Regions from separate parts of the Zea mays genome. Here region 2 is linked to region 1. Evidence: chromatin contacts called from public Hi-C data. All regions are on one chromosome and are shown on one strand. The core of a region is the stretch at or near the end of the contact, and the rest is flanking DNA. Distances in the headings are between cores, read along the strand shown. Region 1 holds the start of LOC100280217. Region 2 has its middle 73 kb from the start of LOC100192934.

Region 1 (2,700 bases), core at 127-2,626:
TGTTATCTCATTGGTTATAAGTCAAGTTCTTAAGTCGTGATCCTCGATGCACCATATCTCTTCTCAACTCGATCAACCTTGACTTTGCAAGTCTTCTTTTACACCCATGGCTTTAGGTTCCTCGGCCTCTTTGACCTTCTCTCCATGCACTCGGCACCTCGAAGCTCTTCTTGTGTCCATTCTTAGCTTGATCAGTTGTCTCTGAGTTACGCACACCGACTCTCACTTAAGCAATGTCCATCTTACTTGTGACGTCCATTATCCATAGACATTCCAGTCTTTGGACCATCACACTTGTTCACTTGTGTTAAACCCTGTGAGCTTTGCATTAAGCACCTGTGCAACACTTAACACACATATTAGTCCTTTAATTAGGTTGTCATCCAAACCATCAAAACCTACAAGAGAGCTTTCAATGAGTTCTAAGGCATGGAGACAAGTAACGTGTTTTACTCCTTGCTACTTCTTTCTTATGCTTATTGCTATGTATTCATTCATATCTTATATCTTCTCCCTTAAATTAACATTCGGAGAAGGGGTAATTAAAGGGAGAATGTTGCAATCTTTTAACTTGTGTTGTCTTGTTTTTGATGTCATATAGCATCGAAAACATGTGATCGGCACATATCTATTTCATTTAAACAAGGTCTACTTTAGAGATGTAAGAATTCGTAGCAACATATGGTCATCTAACTAGTCCCAACACAATATAAAGACGAATACAAAACCAAAACCATAACTGATGGCCTGTCTAAAATGTTAGGATTGTCTTAAAATCAAAAAAATTGTTCAGCACCCTCCTACTATGGGTCTACTTATTTATCTAGTGCTAAAGTTTAGCACATATTAAAATTTAGCATATACTAAACTTTTATTTAACTTTAACATTTGAGGGTTATTTGAATAAAGTACTAAACTTTAGCACATCTGATCCACGAGAAAGGGGCAGATGGTAGGGGAGTAGGGGAGAGAAAGAGATATTTAATACAAAATAGGTTGGAAACAACTTTTAACACAGCTACTCATCTCACATTTCCAGCAATAGCGAACCATCGGTGGACGGTGGCACGCGGATCTGCAGAGTACCTGCGACAAAATCATGATATGGCGAGCGCGCGTACCGAATCAGCGAATCTGCGTCATCTCCCCTCCGCAGCTGCTCGTCCGCATTTGACAATCCGCATAGGATCCTGTGTATCCGGGCAAGAACGGCCAAAAGGTAACTGACGTGGCCACTTCCCGCGCCACTCGCTACGGTTACTGCTCCCTTGTTCAAACCTGCGCCGTCCAATTCCCCATCAATGGCCCGCACCATCTCTCCCAGTCTCCATACTCCCAACTCCACCGCTGGCAAAATCCCCCAATCTTCCGCACTCTGTAACCCCGCCCGCGATGGAGGCCGCAACCGCCGCCACGGCGGCGATGATGTGGTTCCGGAAGGGCCTGCGCGTGCACGACAACCCGGCGCTGGACGCGGCCCGCCGACACGGGGCCGGCGCTGCATCCGCGCGGCTGTACCCGGTGTTCGTGCTCGATCCGCGCTACCTTCGCCCGGATGCCGTCGCGGCGTCCCCAGGTTCCGCGCGCGCCGGGGTCGCCCGCATCCGCTTCCTCCTCGAGAGCCTCAGCGACCTCGACGCTCGTCTCCGCCGCCTAGGGTCCCGCCTCCTCCTCCTGCGCGCCCGCGACGACGTCGCCGACGCTGTCTGCGCGGCCCTAAAGGACGTAAGCATCCGGCCATTTCTGGCGCCCTGGACGTAAAGCCTACTACTAGTATCTTCTTCTTTTTTCTTTGCCCTTCCAACCGTTGGCTACACAATGACGAAATCCTGAGTTCATTTTAGTTCAGTGGAACATTGGCAAGCTGTGCTTCGAGTCCGATACCGAGCCGTACGCGCTGGCCCGCGATAAGAAGGTCACGGTGAGGCTGCTGATCACTTTTCTTCACTCGCCGGTATCTGTTTTGGGTGATGTTTCCTGATGAAGTATTTGGTACTTTTAGGATTTTGCATTGGCGTCCGGCATCGAGGTGCTCACGCCCGTCAGCCACACCCTCTTCGACCCAGAAGAAATTATAAAGAAGGTGTTCGAAACTCGAATGCTTATTATACAAGTATTCAGTACCTGTTAATTGACGACTCAATGGTCACAACCAAAAAATGTGGTTAACTGATTCTGGTTTTGCCAATGTGCAGAACGGTGGTCGGCCGCCTTTGACATATCAATCCTTTGTCTCCATTGCTGGGGAGCCGCCAGCTCCCGCCATGGAGGAATACTCCGAGCTCCCACCGCTAGGAGACACAGGGGAATACGAGCTGTTGCCGGTGCCTACGGTGGAGGAGCTTGGGTACGGCGATATCAGCCAGGTAAGGGTGAAGTCACAATTGGTCTAAAGAACTAGTATGTCAGTTACTACTGGATGTCTGGATCGGTCTCTCTGAACTGCTGGATGGCCATTCGCAGGAGGAGATTCCACCATTCCATGGCGGAGAGACAGAAGCTCTGAGGAGAATGAAAGAATCGCTTCAAAATAAGGTTGTTGCTTCCGGAATAGCAATATCCTGGAATCCATCAAGTTTGTTATTCTTTGTTGTTTCCACTGGTGATCTGAAAGTGACGATCGATTCTTTTGTTCCGTTTTGAGTAGGAATGGGTTGCCAAATTTGAGAAACCAAAGGGTGACCCCTCTGCCTTTGTGAA
Region 2 (2,700 bases), core at 54-2,553, 660 kb before region 1:
TGTCATGAGAGAAGACCTTCATCTCGAAGCCGAAGCCCCCTGTAATAATCCATGTCATACTAAAAACATATGGCTAGTAACATTTTTGAGGACCTTCGGAAGAAGGCCCCCAACAGTATCCATGACTCTAGCCATTTGAGAAATAATAAAGGAGCCATTTCGTTTATGTGACTTATTAATGAGACATATTTCTTTTAAATAAATACCAAATAAACATATAAAATTATGCATCATGCTGGGATTTCGTTGTTTGTGCATAGAACTCGAACTTATATTTAAAAATCAAATCTAGCTTCAAATTCAAATTTGAACCCTAAAAATATGGGAGCAAAAGAGTTAAAAGAATTGAATAATAATAATAAGAATAATGGATAATAATATTATGACAAGCAGTAGAAACATTATTCCTATTAGATTTGTGTTTGATATTTGAAGCTGAAGTTCAAACATGAATTTAAATTTGAATATAAGTTTTGAATTTGAAAAAGAAAGGATAAAAGAAGAAAAAGAAAAGAGAATGAAAAAAGAAAAGGAAAAGACCACCTGTGCCGGTTTCCTCATACCTCGGCCCAGATAGCCGCACCACCCCAGCCCAGAAACCAACGCCCCAACCAATAACCACCGAGGCCCACTCCTCGGTCTCCATCGCTGAGCGCGGGCACCTGCTTGGACCAATGACGAGTGGGGGCCGCCCGATCATCACGTTCGTGAAGCAGATTACCGCAACAGACCCGCACACGATTCCGGGAACCTGTTGGGACTCGTCGCGATGTGGTTGGGATACCAGACTCCAGCCTCGGACCTCGTCCTCAGGCCTAGCCTCGGGTACAAATATGTGGGCACCTGGCTCTCGTCCTAAGGAATCAAGCCACCACCGCTGCCGTGTGCGGGAGAGGTCCTCCGCTGGGGAAACTTCGATTCGTCGGCGTTTGGCCTCTGGTGCGTGCCGAGGGTTGACCACGGGAGCCGGGGAACCTATTGGGTGAAGCCGAATGTGGCAGTGCTGACCAGAGCGCGGTGAATTTCACGCCGACACGAGTTCTCCACTGCAGCGCCACCCTTCACCAGGAACACGAACCTTCACACCCCTCCCGCAGTATGGGCCATCTCCATCGATTTCCCATCGCCCTCTCGTCGTGTAAACACAATTAGGTAGGCGCGTAGGGCATTAGGGCACCTGACTGGTGTACTCGCCAAAATTATCAGATGCGGCGGCGCACAACCACCGTGTTCTGCGTTGGGTAGCCAACAGGAGCTCGGGCAGCCGCTGATCTCCTAACGGGTGGCTCTGGTGTGGCCCCATGCATACCCCTTTGGCCGTTGCATCTGCGCCCTCGGATCTCGATCCGATGACTCTGGGCAAAGTGGGGTATTCTAAATCCGCGTCGCCGATTGTCGATCGGACGATTTGGATCACGCACCGGTTCGGCTGGGGGTGATCTAATCTAGATCCCAGGTTTCAGATCGGGCGGTCAGAATCATCCAATACCCTTTCGTTGTGCACTTTGACATAAGAGCCCCTCGGTTTTGTTAATATAAACCCGTCGTCCAATTATATTAAAAGAACGTTATAGATTAGCTCTAAACTTTTGTGTGACTGACCCTAGGCTCTTTGGTATTTATGACCGCCATCCAGGGAGAATAATTCATATGAAATAAATCTGAAATTCGAATTACTAGTATAAAAATCTATCTCAAAATTTCTTTAATCCATAACCTGGTCGTTTTAATTCCGATTTGATCTGCTTGAATTGCGTTAGATTCATAATAATATCACCTATTCAATATGACACTATATCACATACTTTTATTATTAGATACTTGTCTGGCCTATGTTTACTAGATTAACTCCTCTAATCGAAGTTTACCTATCCATAATTATAATTTGATAAAAAATCTAAACATGTTATACCATAGATTAAAGTGGAAATCGTACTTTGCATTCTTATCACATGATTTATATCAATCAACATATAATCTAGTTTGTCATATTTAAATCACATAGATCTTCCGAAGACTATATCTTTATAACGGTAACTCCGAATTTAGTGGTTCTCGAACCTGCGATCTCGTTACGTGGCGTAGATCACTATTATGCAGTTTGTTCTTATGTTTGGTGTAATGTTAATTTTGCCTATACCATGGGTGTTTGTATTGCTACGACTAGTGGTGAGGTCACGAGAATCTTGAAGACCAAGTTGGTACCGGGGAATCTCGGGTCTTAGGCATGTTGTGCCCTTGATCACTTTTCTTTACCTAATAATATTCCTATTAATCACTGTGACATGCTCAGGTTGCTTTGATGGGACCTAATAGGTTTCCCTAGTATTGTTTATCCCAGACCTTGTTTACCACTGAACTTTTGGGTAGTTTTGCTATTGCTCTATCTGGTTTTGGGATTAATATTACATTATGATCATGTTCCGGTTATACTGTTGTTTTAATTATTATTCATGACAAGATCATTGTGTTAATTGGAACATGGAGCTTAACTTGAGTAAACAGTGCTACCACAAGGGTGAAATGGGACGCCCTTGGCTAAGTAATTAGGAAAGCTAGGGAGAGATTACCTTACCCAGGTTGGGGCAAGCGGGGAGGCGTTGCTGCTAGAGTATAGGGAGGTCCTCAAATCGAACTGTCTGTAAAGCTTTTTGGACGAGGGATTTCTATACTTCCTTCTTCTTGAATCGTAGCGGGTTT

The links. Hi-C and Micro-C count contacts between places; a contact is called where the count stands out from the background.
Region 2: a Hi-C map of tassel shows a contact between it and region 1, with 2.5 times the contacts expected there. The contact joins the enhancer-like site here to the promoter of LOC100280217 in region 1. A contact is called at or near these places in 2 of 25 Hi-C or Micro-C datasets (ear and tassel).

What each region holds. Positions count from the first base shown.
Region 1 is chr5:112,890,685-112,893,384 of Zm-B73-REFERENCE-NAM-5.0, reverse strand. It overlaps LOC100280217, which reads left to right and starts at 1,376. Exons shown (of 11, transcript NM_001153148.1): 1 at 1,376-1,725; 2 at 1,850-1,921; 3 at 2,003-2,083; 4 at 2,196-2,366; 5 at 2,464-2,535; 6 at 2,648-2,700. The coding sequence starts at 1,393.
Region 2 is chr5:113,552,459-113,555,158 of Zm-B73-REFERENCE-NAM-5.0, reverse strand. No RefSeq gene overlaps it. Among protein-coding and RNA genes, the nearest start is that of LOC100192934, 73 kb to the left of the region's middle. Within about 2 kb of position 1,303, at least 19 of the 20 cell types and tissues checked have an H3K27ac peak or open chromatin away from gene starts, as enhancers often do. A contact at or near this core is called in ear and tassel, where this site is marked.